Regions from separate parts of the Mus musculus genome. Here region 1 is linked to region 2. The links are chromatin contacts, called in public promoter capture Hi-C maps. All regions are on one chromosome and are shown on one strand. Each heading gives the region's core, a stretch centred on a gene start, on an enhancer-like site or on the middle of the called end of the contact. The rest is flanking DNA. Distances are from core to core; before and after follow the strand shown.

Region 1 (6,380 bases), core at 2,970-5,469, 470 kb after region 2:
GTCCCCTGAGAGGCTCTGCCTGCACCTGATTAATACAGATGCCGATACTCACAGCCAACCATTGGACTGAGCATGCAGACACCAATGGAAGAGTTAGGGGGAGGACTGAAAGAGCTGAAGGGGATTGCAACCCCATGGGAAAAACAACATTATCAACTAACCAGACCCTTGAGAGCCCCCAGGGACTAAATCACCAAGCAAAGAGTACACTTGGAGGGACCCATGGCTCCAGCTAGATATGTAGCAGAGGATTGACTTATCTGGCATCAATGGGAAGGGAGGCCCTTGGTCCTGTGGAGTCTCCTTACCCCAGTGTAAGGGGATGCTAGAGCAGTGAAGAGGGAATGGGCAAGTGGGTCAGGGATCACCCTCAAGAGTAAAAGGGAAGGGGGAAAGGGATGGGGGGGTTGCAAGGGAAAACTGGGAAGGGGACAACATTTGAAATGTAAATAAATAGGGCTGGAGAGATGGCTCAGAGGTTAAGAGCACTGAATGCTCTTCCAGAGGTCCTGAGTTCAATTCCCAGCAACCACATGGTGGCTCACAAATGGGATCTGATGCACTCTTCTGGTGTCTGTCTCAAGACAGCTATAGTGTACTCATATAAATAAAAATAAATAAATCTAGAAAAAAGAAATGTAAATAAATAAGCAAGGGAGAGAAAGAGAGAAAGAGTGAGAGCGAGCAAGCGAGAGAGAGAGAGAGAGAGAGAGAGAGAGAGAGAGAGAGAGAGAGAGAGAGAGAGAGAAGCAGGCTGGAAAGGTCATGCAGTGTAAGTATCACTCCTCCATGGCCTTTATGTCATTTCTTGTGTCCAGGATCCTGCCTTGAGTTTCTGCCCTGACTTCCCTCAGTGTGGAATGTGAGCTGAGAGTCGTAAGATGAAATAAACCCTTTCTTCCTCAAGTTGCATTAGGCTGTGATATTTTATCACAGCAACAGAAACGCTGACTAAGACATGAATTGATATCAGACGCAGGATCTTGCTGTGATAGGTCTGACCATGATTGGAGAAGAATTGTGAAGATCCTTTAGAACCTTTGGCTAGAAAAACCACTCGGTGTCCAAATGCTAGTGGGTCATTGTGAGAGCTTGGAAGATAGGAATGTGGAGAGCAGTACAGAAGACAGAACCCAGGTGTGATAGTTTGAATGAGAATGGCCTCATAGTTTTGAATTTGAATACTTGGTCCCTAGTTGATAGAACTGTTTGGGAAGCATTGGGAGGTGTGGCCTTGTTGGAGGAGGTGTGGCCTTGTTGGAGAAGGTGTGGCACTGGAAATGGGCTATAAAGCTTCAAAAGACCCAGGCAATTCCTAGTGCTCCCTTTCTGCCTTGTGATTGTAGATCAAGATGTGAGCTCTCAGCTGTTTCTGTGCTTAGACATAATGGACTCAAATCCTCTGGAACTGTAAATTATGTTGAACATTCTCTCTTGTAAGTGTTTTATCATAGCAATAGAAAAAAATAACTAAGATACCTGGCTTATTAAGTTGTATGTGGAAGTTCAGATTCTGTTAATGTTGAGTAATATTTTAAGTTAATAATTTGTGGTTCTAGTCAGCTGGGGGATGAAGAATCAGCAAGCAGCAAGAGAACAGAACCATAAAGTGAAACCTTTGCTCTGTTGGACTACTGATATTACTCAGCTATGGCTGAAGTAAATCAGCTGTGACTAAGAAGGGACCAGCATCACTGAGGCAACATTTATTTTGGAAGTAGTTTCCTGTGGTAGGCACATAGAAGCTGTGGTCCAGAGAGGTCCAAGATTAAAATTCATGTTGGTATCTGAACTTGGTAATGTGTAAGAGTTTACCAGGTGTTACCAAATTTGAAGGTGTGGAAAGAGTCAGAGAGAGTGCCTGAAGCTTGGCACTGTGAAAGGCCAGGAGAAGCCATTGGTGAAAGTGCAGCCTCAATTGTAGCAGAAATCCCAGCATTTTGGAGATGTCAGTAGCCTCAGCATATGTCCCAGGACAGAGCAAATGTGGAGTGGATCTGACCTGATCCTGTGAGACAGGCGGCACATGCTGTGGAATGCAGAGCTGGAGAGGAGCCACCTAAACCCTTTGAGGCCAGAAGATCAGGAGTCCCAGAACTGACACTGAACTCTGTCCTGTTGGACTTGACAATGTTGCTTTTCTTTGATTGTGACTATGCCCTCCCTGTGTCTTCCCTCTTGAAGTAAGAATGTATTTACCTTCTTTTGTGATTTTTCCAGAGCCCACAATTGAGGCACCTGGTATACTTTAGACACACTTTGAACTTTGAACTTTGCCAAATGCTAAGACTCGAGTGTTTTAAAGGGAATGGATTTTGAAAGTATTTGAATTTTTAAAGACTCTGGGACTTTTAAAGCCCAGGATGTATTTTTATATCAAGATACTGCTATTCATATGAGAACTCCAAGGTGAACAAGAAAGGAAAGGTTATGGTTTGATAGTTATGCATTTGTGTGTCAAGCTGACAAGGGTCAGTTGTGTGTGTGTGTGTGTGTGTGTGTGTGTGTGTGTGTGTGTGTGTGTTTATTAACTTGAAGCAAACTTGTAATGAGGGAACAGAGTGAGTGCCAGGACAGCCAGGGCTACACAGAGAAACCCTGTCTCAGGAAAAAAAAAAAAAAAAAAAGAAAGAAAGAAAGAAAATACCTCCATAAGAACAACCTGTTTGGAAACCTGTGGAGAATTGTCTTGATTAGTGATAGATGTGGGCAGCACTAGCCCGGGGCAGGTGGTTCTGAGCTGTATAAAAAGGCAGGCTGAGCAACCTGTGGGGAAGAAGGCAGTAAGCCGTGGTTCTAGGTGGTGGTTGACCTTCCTATTGCTGCAGCCCTTAAACAGGTTCCTCATGCTGTGGTGAACTGCCACCCACCAACCATAAAAGTCCTTCCTTCCTAACTGTAGTCTTGCTACTGTGTCGTAAGTCCCTGATATGCAAAGACTTAGAGGGTTGCAGCTCACAAGTTGAGAACCACTTAGCATAGTGTCTGTGGCCTCACTTCCTGCCACCAGGTTCCTGCCCTGACTTTCCTTAGTTACAGGAGTATAATTTGAGGCTTGAAAGATGAAATAAACCCTTTCCCTTCCCAAGCCAGGTTTGGTCATGGTGTTTTATCACACCAAACTCTAAGACAAGAGGCTTGGATACGTAACAGTGTAACATCTCTTTTTGTGAACCTTTGCTTTTCTTTTCTAAATTTCTCTCTCTTGGGTGTGTGTGTGTGTGTGTGTGTGTGTGTGTGTGCATGCTTGAATGTGGTGACCTATGGAGATGGCATTATTCTTTAAAGGTCATTTTCCTTGATTTTTGAAACAGGGCCTCTCATTGGCCTTGTATGTCAATTGACCTAGCTTGCCAAACACTCTAGGCTGACCGACCAGTGAGCCACCAGAATCCTCCTGTCTCTACCTCTCCAGTGCTGGAATGAAGCTTTCAGCCCAGCAGAGTCAAGTTTTTGTGGTTACTGTTGTTACTTTGTTCTGTTTTTCCTGTGAGTCCTAGGGACTGAACCCAGGTCCTCGTGCTTGGAAAACAAGTGCTTCAGCGACTAAGCTCTCTCCCTCTGGCCCCTTAGTTCTCCCTTTAAGAGTTCAGTTTTCTTTCAGAATATGACTGAGAAAGAAAACATACTGTATTTTAAAAGGATGAATCCATTCAATTCCATTGCTCATCAACATTGTATGCTATCTATAAGTGCAGAGAGGATCTTGGCCTGGGGGAACAAGAGCCAGAGCAATGGGTTAGACATCTCTGTGTAAAACCTGCCCTCCTCCTTTCCATCTCTACAGATTCAGGCAACTTCTGTGCTCCTCTTTTATATACTCAATTGGAAAATGGAGCTAACAATAAGAACTAATTATGTTTTGGGCAAGAGTAAATGAGATAATACACTTAGAGGGCTGATTAAATGAGATGATACATTTAGAGGACCCCACAAGTGACTTTGTGAAAAGGCATCTAGTAAGTATATATTCTAATAGTAGGTTACATGAAATATTGATATCATTATGAAAGTGAGACCTTCCTATCCATCTGTTCCATGTAAGAATAATTATTAACTATGTAACCAAAACATACACCAAGCCTCTTTCCACATTAGAAGAAGAGGAAGTGACTTCAATTAGAGACGAGAGAATTGTTCTGAGTATTTGCTAGAGGAAATGAAGCTGAATGCTATATAAGGAAATGGTCTTTGAAAGGAGAGAGACCAGAGGAAATACAGCTCGAGGAAGGCATTTCTACAGCTTATGCCTAAAACACAGCGCCTGGAGTAGTAGCTTGAATGTTTCTGGACTCAAGGAATCTCAGAAGTAGACCTACAGGGAGGCAAGATAGTTTCTCACTGCCTGTTCTATCACCATGGATGGCATTATCTCAGTGTGGGCTACTGAACGCTGGTGATATCTAGGCAGAATCCAGGAACTCAGTAAGTCGAGGAACAGAGGCCTCTCACGAGGGGTGAGTTGACTATTAAATAAGTCTCTTCAGTCACGTACCTTTACTGAAATATTTTTATCTTCTGTAATCCCGTAGCCTTCAGGACCGAAAGATTTAAACATGTCAGCCTTGTTTCTGGTATAGAATAAATGTTGTAGGTAAAACAGTGTTTCATCCATGCAACAGAATAGTTAATTTTGGAATGGAACAATACTCCTTCCTTACGCTTAGGCAGTGACTAAACAGAGTAAGAGTCTGAAAAATTTTGAAGGGTAGAATAAGAATTACACTCTGTAAACCAGAACAGGAGTTTGCTTGAGGGCTCTGGTCTTTTTGATTTAGGTGTAAGGCGAAATAATTTACTGAGAGTAACTATGACAGGTGTGAGTTAGGTGCCTTGAGACACATTTCCAAGCAGCTGCTGTACAATAGGGAGTCAATTAGAGTTAAATAAAAGAATTGCTGAGCAGCACTTGGTCCCCAACTGAAGAATCCAATCCAATGCAATTAAAGGAAGACAAAGAGAGAGGGCAGGGGATGGAGAAAGGTAGGGAGGCAAAGGCAGAAAGAAGAGAGAGAGAGGCTCTGGACAAGTGAAGGTGAAGACATGGGGAGTCTTTTTGGAAGAGCTCAGTTTAAATCTTAAGAGCAGATGTTGTCCTTTGGGATTACATCGACATTGAAGAGGGAGGTTATCACGGTGTGGTTTCCAGTTGTGAACAGGGAGAAGGAGCTTATGTCAGCCATGCATTTAAGTAATTTTTTCAAACATAGAATAATCTAAAATAAACCGACAAAGTCTATTGAACAAGCAATTAAGTTACTTAATGGTCTGTGCCCCTGTTTAATTGGCTCGTTTCTGAAGATACTCTAACTGTAGGTTATAGGCAATTTTAAAGGGATAATAGATATAATGAAATCAGTAGCAGGAATATGAAAAAATTAAATACAATTAACCAACTGAGCTATAAGGTGATAATTAAAATCATTCATTCATTTAAAGGTGGGATAACTTTTATGCCTTATTGTTCCTATCTGCTACGTTTTACTTTTCCTAATCTCAGAAGCCAGACTATGGGTTTATGTAAGTGGGCTGAAAATAGACATGAAAATAATCAAAGGAAATAGTTTACTTCACATTTCTATTTTTATGGACTGCCAGGGCCAGAAGGGCATTGTATGTATACCCCAAAGACCACATCGCAGAGCGTGGAAGCAGGTCTTGGTTCACGCTAGAGACTTTCATAGATGACTTGTGACCTGGAACTTGGCCATCACTTATTCACTCACCATAGCTACTGATGGCACCAGAATTTTAAGAGCAGTGCTTCAGAGTTAAATCATCATAGTAATGAACAGCCGATTAGCAGAAAGCTGTGCGCATGCTCCAACTCTCACCTACAGCTAATTTCCTTGGGGGCGAAAGCAGGTAGGAAACAGAGTGCTGGAGAAGGTGGAGGGGCATCAAAGGCATGCCTCTGTGTCATATTCTTCTCTGTGCCTGGAAATGCTGAGGCTTTTCTACAATTCCTTTCCCTGTGTAATGTTTTTTTAATCTTAAAATTATTATTAAAAAACTATTATCATCAAGGAAAAATAGCATTTCACGAAGGCTTTATATTTCACCTAGAAAAATCCACTATAAGGAATAAATAGGACTAATTCAAAAGGTATCATAGAAGGAGAGGTACACCGTTACAACATGACTATCGGGATCATCATGAGTTTTTAATCTATGTTATTTTTTTTTTTGTTTTATGATACATAAATGATATAAATGCATGTGTTTATAACTAGATATATGATTATTCTCTCTTTTTCTTAACAGAAGACAGTATCGTTTTATACTTGTGGAAATGGCCACAATCCTATTCATCTTACAGTTATGGAGGACAGCCATCCACAACAACTTTCCTGGGTAAATTGCTTTTGCCAGTCCTATGT
Region 2 (6,425 bases), core at 3,665-6,164:
TGAATACCACATAACACACTCATACACATGCATAAACACACCACATACACCCACACACCCCAGACAAACAGATAAATATTTTAAAGTGTAAATAACACAAGTGCTATAGAAAAGCCCATAGGGCATTTTCTTATTTACTGTCTGATGGTTCTGAAATCTACCTTAAAAAGCAGGCTGAACAATCCATGAACAGGAAGGCCATAAGCAGCATCCCTCCATGGCCTCCGCATCATTTCCTGCCTCCAGGTTCCAGCCCTGCTTGAGTTCCTGTCCTGACCTCTTTCAATGATTGACTAAGATGTGGAAGTGTAAGCCAAATCAACCCTTTCCTCCCCACCTTGCTCTGGTCACGGTGTTTCATCACAGCAACAGTAACCTTAAGACAAACAGAATGGCAGGAAATATCTCCAACAATATTTGCAGGCTACTGGCTGTTTTCCAACTGGATGCCAGGTTTTCAGTCATAAAGTGAGACAAATTTAATCCACACTCTTAGAAACTTAGACTGCAAACCAAAAACAAACAATAGAAAAATGTGAATGCCTTACTTCTGAATAAAAACAACCCTGAAAGTCTTAAATTTCATTTCTTTCTCATAATTTGTACCAGGGATTTGGTGGCATCTTCTTTCCATGCTTTTAGATGCACTATTTTTTTTTTCCATCAATAGAAAGACACAGACCTGGTTAAATCCTCAGTCTAAATTTAAAAGCAGAGGAGCCTTACAGCAATTACCACACAGCACGGAGTTGATGAAGGAGTCAACACTCCATGGTTTCATAATGAGCAAAAGTGTAGTGACTGATTTATCCCTGGTTTACACTGTGGAGTCAAAAATAGAGCAGATCCCACAGCCAAGTGCAGGGGCATCCTCCTGGTCCTCCTTCTCACTCCTGACATTGCTGCTTGTGTGTAACTGAGCACCATCCAGCCACAGGCACCAGGAAGACCCAGGTCATCACATAGTGAAAAAGGAGACAGAAGGAAGACAGCAGACAGGAGACAGCAGAGCCAAGAAACAGTGTAGCTGTACACCTCCTAAAACACTGCCCGGACAGCAATCTACTGCAAAGTTATAGGAAAGCTTTCCCTACCATCTCCTAAAATAAAAATTAAAAGCTGTAATAAAGTCATCCCAAAACACAACTTTCAAATAAAGCTATCTAACTTTAAAATCTGGAACTCCCTAACAATATTGTTTTATCCTAGCATTTGAAGACTTAAGACAGTGAATGGGAAAGACCGATGTCCAATTCTTTGGACAGAAAGAAAAAAAATTACGTAGGAAAACATACTAAGGTGAATGGAACTAAAGCTTTAAGATACAATGTTTCCAAAACAGAGAGCTGAAACAAACAGCTCCATGGCATTACTCTGTAAATAATGTGGACAGGAAACTTAAACACTGCCAAGGGCAGCTAACTGTGTCTGGACAGGCAAGCCACAGGTAAGGAAGGGAAGACATCTAACAGAGACTGCAAGGAGACTCTACAAGTAGAAAAGTTTAAAGCATAAACTGGTAAGTGATATATAGCATTACAGTTAATAAACTCCTTCTAAAATAGTATCTCATTCATGTATTCCCTGGCATAATTATCTGTGGAGCCTCTTGAATGCTCAAGTATCTTTGGATGACAAACATGTTGTTACCTTATCCCAATGTATAAAACAGCAAAGAGATGTGAGGTTTGGAACAGAAAATAAATCTTCCTACTTCTGTACTTTGGGAGGCACATCCACCAAGCCATTGGCTCCATGGTGTATCCAGCTATTCAACACTCTCTCTCAGTGTGGAAAAGCAGGGGGGCAGGTTTAAAGGCCTACCACCATGTCAGATGAAATCCTCCAACGTGGAACAGCAAACTGGAACACCATATGACACCAGTTTTCTGTTTTCCCACAAAACAAAGAACGCCTCACATGGAAATTTTCAGTTCTAAACAAACTCTTTCCTCTTAAATACCTAAATCTGTGTATTTCAGGCATCACCCCAGATCCACTAATTTAAAAATAGAAAAATACCAAATTTTATCACTATATAAGTGGCTATATAAGCATATATAGGGGGCAGGGGCCACAGGCAAGGGAAATTCCATTTCAACTGGTGAAAATGTTTTGTAATCAAAATATTTTCTGCTCTCAAAGGCTATTCTAAAATAAATAAATGAGGGACTAACGCATTCCTCAAGTAGAAAAACACTGAACAGAACTAAAACGGTTCAGCGGCCAGACAGATTAGAACACCGAATGGAAAACAAAATGCTTTGCTGAACCCATGCGCTCTCACCATGGTGACCACTTGCAACCTTCTTACCTTTCTGCGGCTTGTAAAAAAACCAAATCACTAAGGGCTTGGAAAAGCAGTTATCACGTGTAGTGTGACTTTTTAAAAACCTCCTTTGACCTTACCAACAAACCGCCAACCTTCCCAGCATGGTAAGGCAACCCATAATTGGTTCAGAAAGACACAAGTGTGTGTGTTCCTCTTTCTAGTATCAGTTCCCTTAATAGCAGGACCCTTAAAGAGCCCAGCATTCACTTGGTTTCCATCTCTGCTAATTAAAATCAAGCCCACGTTACTATATCACATTCAGCTTCACTCCAAACATGTCTGACAACAGCTGAAACCACAAAGTCTACTCGCAGTCTTTATAAGAAACCTGCCTCTTCTGGAAACCTAACCACGAAGACACGGGTATCTTTGGTGGTGATTCACCTTCCGGAAGGAAAGCTAAAAACTGAGTATCCACTGGGAAAATAACTGAGGCCTCAAATCAGGAAACAAAAACTTAAACGGTGTTTAGAAACTAATGTCCTCATCACACCCATTACTTTTTAAGACAAAGTGTTAAGTTTCTCTTCGAAACTATGGTAATACATAGATGGAAGCTAATCGGCTGTTAGTACTGTCAGTGATCCCTCACACCTGGGAGACTTGGTGCTAACAGTTCTATCTACAACTAAACATCAAAACACATTTTATGCACCAAGTCTTACCAAAGTTGAGTAGTCTCGGTGCTCATGAACGCTAACATGTCATCCTGTCCGTTTTGTTTTTAATCCAAGGTCTCATAATAAAAACACCCAAATCATTAAAATAACCCACGCATACACTGTAGCCCAAAGCTTCTGGGAGAATAACCACATATGGAACTAATTGGGAAAATAAATTTTGTGAAAGAGTCGTTTCCAATCCTTAGTGTCTAGCTTGTTGCACTACAGTAAAAGACCCCGGCACCTGAAATTATATAGTGGCATTTCGAGGAAAAACAACATAAAGTAAAGTTTAGAAACCTCGGAGATCTTGTGCGACTTCTGCTCTTTCAGCTAGGAGCCTCTAATAGGGTACAGTGTTGCTGTGTCCATAATTACTCCTCTTGGAAGGATGAAAAAGTTCAGCGCCAGTGTCTCCCAGTGTTTCCAGCCCCACTTACACACACACACACACACACACACACACACACAGAGAGAGAGAGAGAGAGAGAGAGAGAGAGAGAGAGAGAGAGAGAGAGAGAGAGAGAACACAAAACAAAAACAAAACCCTGGTTCTGAAGAAATCCTCAGCCCACTCTAAGCAAAGCGGCGTGGGCAGAGAGCCCGGGAGTCTCTAGCGAGCCAGACACTTGCCAGGGGGAAAGCACGCGGCTGTCCTTCCCTTCGCGAACTGGGTTCCTTCCTGGCCGAGATTTGCAGATTCCACCACTAGAGCGACTTTGGCAGCTTCACAATGGGCCGCTTCTCAAGGTCTGAGCGCCGGCCGCTGCCAGGCGCCCTTTCCTAGGCTTCCCACCCGCCCCAAAGTCCACCAGCGACAGGTGGGGCGAGGGTGGCGGTGCCCGAGACATCTGCCGCCTTAGTTTCTGGCCAGCGCCCGGCCGCGATTCCCCAGTCCACAGGCGCTCCTCCGCCACCGCCGGTCCGTCTGTCCGTCACCAGCCGCCGCACCGGCCTCGGCCTCGCCCGCGGGGTGCAGCGCGCACTGGTGGCCGAGATAAGGTCGCCAGGGGCTGTCTCCCGCCGCTATCTGTAGCCCGCAGCCGCGGCTTGTACACCGTTGGGGCCAGAGGCGCGGCAAGCCGGGCGAGCGTTACTTCTCAATGGGCCTCCGCCGGGCCTGCCGCCTGGCGCTGCGGGTAGGGCGAGCCGCCTAGCTGGCGCGCGCCGACGCGCTCAGACTTCCGCACCTTGGCACCGCGGGAGCGTCGCTCCGGGTCGCAGAGTCCCCGCACCGCATGTCGGCGGCGAGCGCACGCCCGCCCGCCCGCCGGTCCGTCCGCTCGCTCGCTCGCTCGCCGCGCGCGCACGGGGCGCACGCCCCCGCACACTCACCCGCGCCGCACACTCCCGCGTCGCCGGCCCCACCCCTGTGCCAGGAAGCTGCGGGCTCTCGCACCCCGCTCGGGCCCCACCCCAGGCTCCAGTCCCCCCACCACCACGCCAGCCATTCGCACCAAGGCTCAGGGACCAGCGCCGCTCGCAGCCCCGGTGTCACCGAGCCATCAGCCATCGCGGAGGCCGGCGCGGCCCGGGGCTTCCCTGCGCTGCGCACACACCGCGCGCCCGGCCGGGACACGAGGCGAGGAGGAAGGGGCGGCGCCGTGCCTGGGGCTGGCACAGTGGCTCGCTGACTGGGGCACCCACACTCACGCGCGTACCCCACCCATCCCCGCCACCACCTCTGCAGCACAAAAGGTTGCAGGAGGAGTGGCGCTCCCCGTCCAACGTACCGGTCGTCCAGGGTTCCGCCGGTTCCTCTATGGCCGGCAGCCGCAGACCCCGAAGCCAAGGGCGGGCGAGGCGCGGGGCTGCGGCGCCGAGGTGTGGGCAGAGGCCGCCAGCGGAGCCAGCCGGGTACCCGCTGCTCTCCCACCGCGCTCGGCGCCAGCTACGGCCCGCCGTAGTCCCGCCTCCTCCCCCGCCTCCGCCCGCCTTCCCGCCTCCTCCCGCGGGCTGCGGAGGCGAGGCCGGGAAGCGCAGAGCCCGCCTCCTGCGCCAGGCTCGCACGCTCGGCTGGGCGGGCGGCTGGGCCGGCGGCGTGAGAGCGCAGAACCGGAGGCTGTTGCGGGGACGGGAGGCGGCGGCGTGATGCCACACTGCTCCCGGACCAAAGTCCGCCGCACCCTCCGGGGAGCCGCAGCTCACAGGCCTGACAATGCGGGCCGCTCCCACAGAGCGGTGTGCTAAACTCTGTGGGGATGGCTGTGATTTTTGAGTTTCTGCTGATCAGAAGTTGAGAAGAGCAGAAGCCCATGAAGTTAAAATTATACTATAATAATAAATAATAATAATAATAAATGTCAACAACTAAATATGGGGGCGGGGTGAAGACTAAATTCTGAGTCACTTGTTTCTCTTCTCTTTTCCTTTCTAGCTTCCTTCCTGTTCTGTCTTTACAAGGTCTCACTCTGTACCCAAGGCCGGACTTAAGCTCCGGAGAACCGTTCTGCCTTAGTCTCCAGAGCGCTGGGATTACAGGGATGAGGTGCCATCCCAACAAGATTTTCTTTTCTCAGTCCATATGCCACTCCCCTGCCGAAGTGGTCAATGCAGCATTACAAATATTTGCTGATATTTATTTAGCTCTAGGTGCCAACCCTTTTGACGCACATTCCCAAGTTTGCAGCTCTCAACTGTGCTAGTCCACATTTTTAAGACAGAAAACATGAGTTACATCCTTGAAGTCACAGACCTTTCATATAGCTGAGCTGTTTGTGTATTTATAAATTTAAATTCAGGTTCCTGCATTGTGTGGCCTTTTAAACGGTGCTTTATCTGAACATAAAGTCATACATTTCATCTAGACTAATACAAACTTAAAGCAAATAGTTCATGTTCCAGAGTCTATATATGTCCCCCAAATTACCAAGGTTAATAAATACACTCTGGCTCCAAGATGTGGCTTCTGGTTTCTCTGCAACTGAAGGACACTTACTCAATTGCTTCTCATATGCTCTGATGTAAGTATCAGAAAAAGGAAGGAAGAGGCCAGATTCATGAATGTTCTCAGTTACTCTTCCCCAACATGATATTCATGTAACTTATCAAATATAGATAGACCCTAGTACACTGTACAGGTATTGAATGCTCAAGTGATTAAATTTTGTTTTATATTTATTTGTTCAGTTGTTTTGTGCCCCCCCCTCCCCGCCCCACCACCATGGGTACCTTAGTAGAAGATGCTCCAAGTATTTTCAGATTTGAACATTTATCACAGCAGTGTATTCTGATGTTCGTTCTTATAAAACTACCTCGGAAACATTACAAATTATTTCAAGAAGCTTAGTTTCATTTTGTCTGAACTCATAATTTTTTTAAGAGAACACCTTGTAACTTGGCCTTTGTTCTGAAATTTTAGCAATGTTCTTTGGCCAGAAGCAATAAAGTTCCGACTAGTCTCTCCGTTCATTAGGCTGAAAGCTAGCCTT

What was found. Promoter capture Hi-C pulls out the DNA fragments that hold promoters and counts their contacts.
Region 1: a contact with region 2 is called in a promoter capture Hi-C map of liver, with 2.8 times the contacts expected there. The contact joins the promoter of 1810006J02Rik here to the promoter of Macir in region 2. A contact is called at or near these places in 4 of 39 promoter capture datasets (hippocampal neurons, liver and stem cell-derived epiblast-like cells) and 1 of 115 datasets of contacts at active chromatin or transcription factors (pancreatic cancer cells).

What each region holds. Positions count from the first base shown.
Region 1 is chr1:98,127,248-98,133,627 of GRCm38.p6, forward strand. 1810006J02Rik (RIKEN cDNA 1810006J02 gene) reads left to right here and starts at 4,220. Exons shown (of 3, transcript NR_040439.1): 1 at 4,220-4,457; 2 at 6,265-6,354.
Region 2 is chr1:97,657,104-97,663,528 of GRCm38.p6, forward strand. Macir (macrophage immunometabolism regulator) reads right to left here and starts at 4,915. Exons shown (of 3, transcript NM_133825.3): 1 at 4,728-4,915.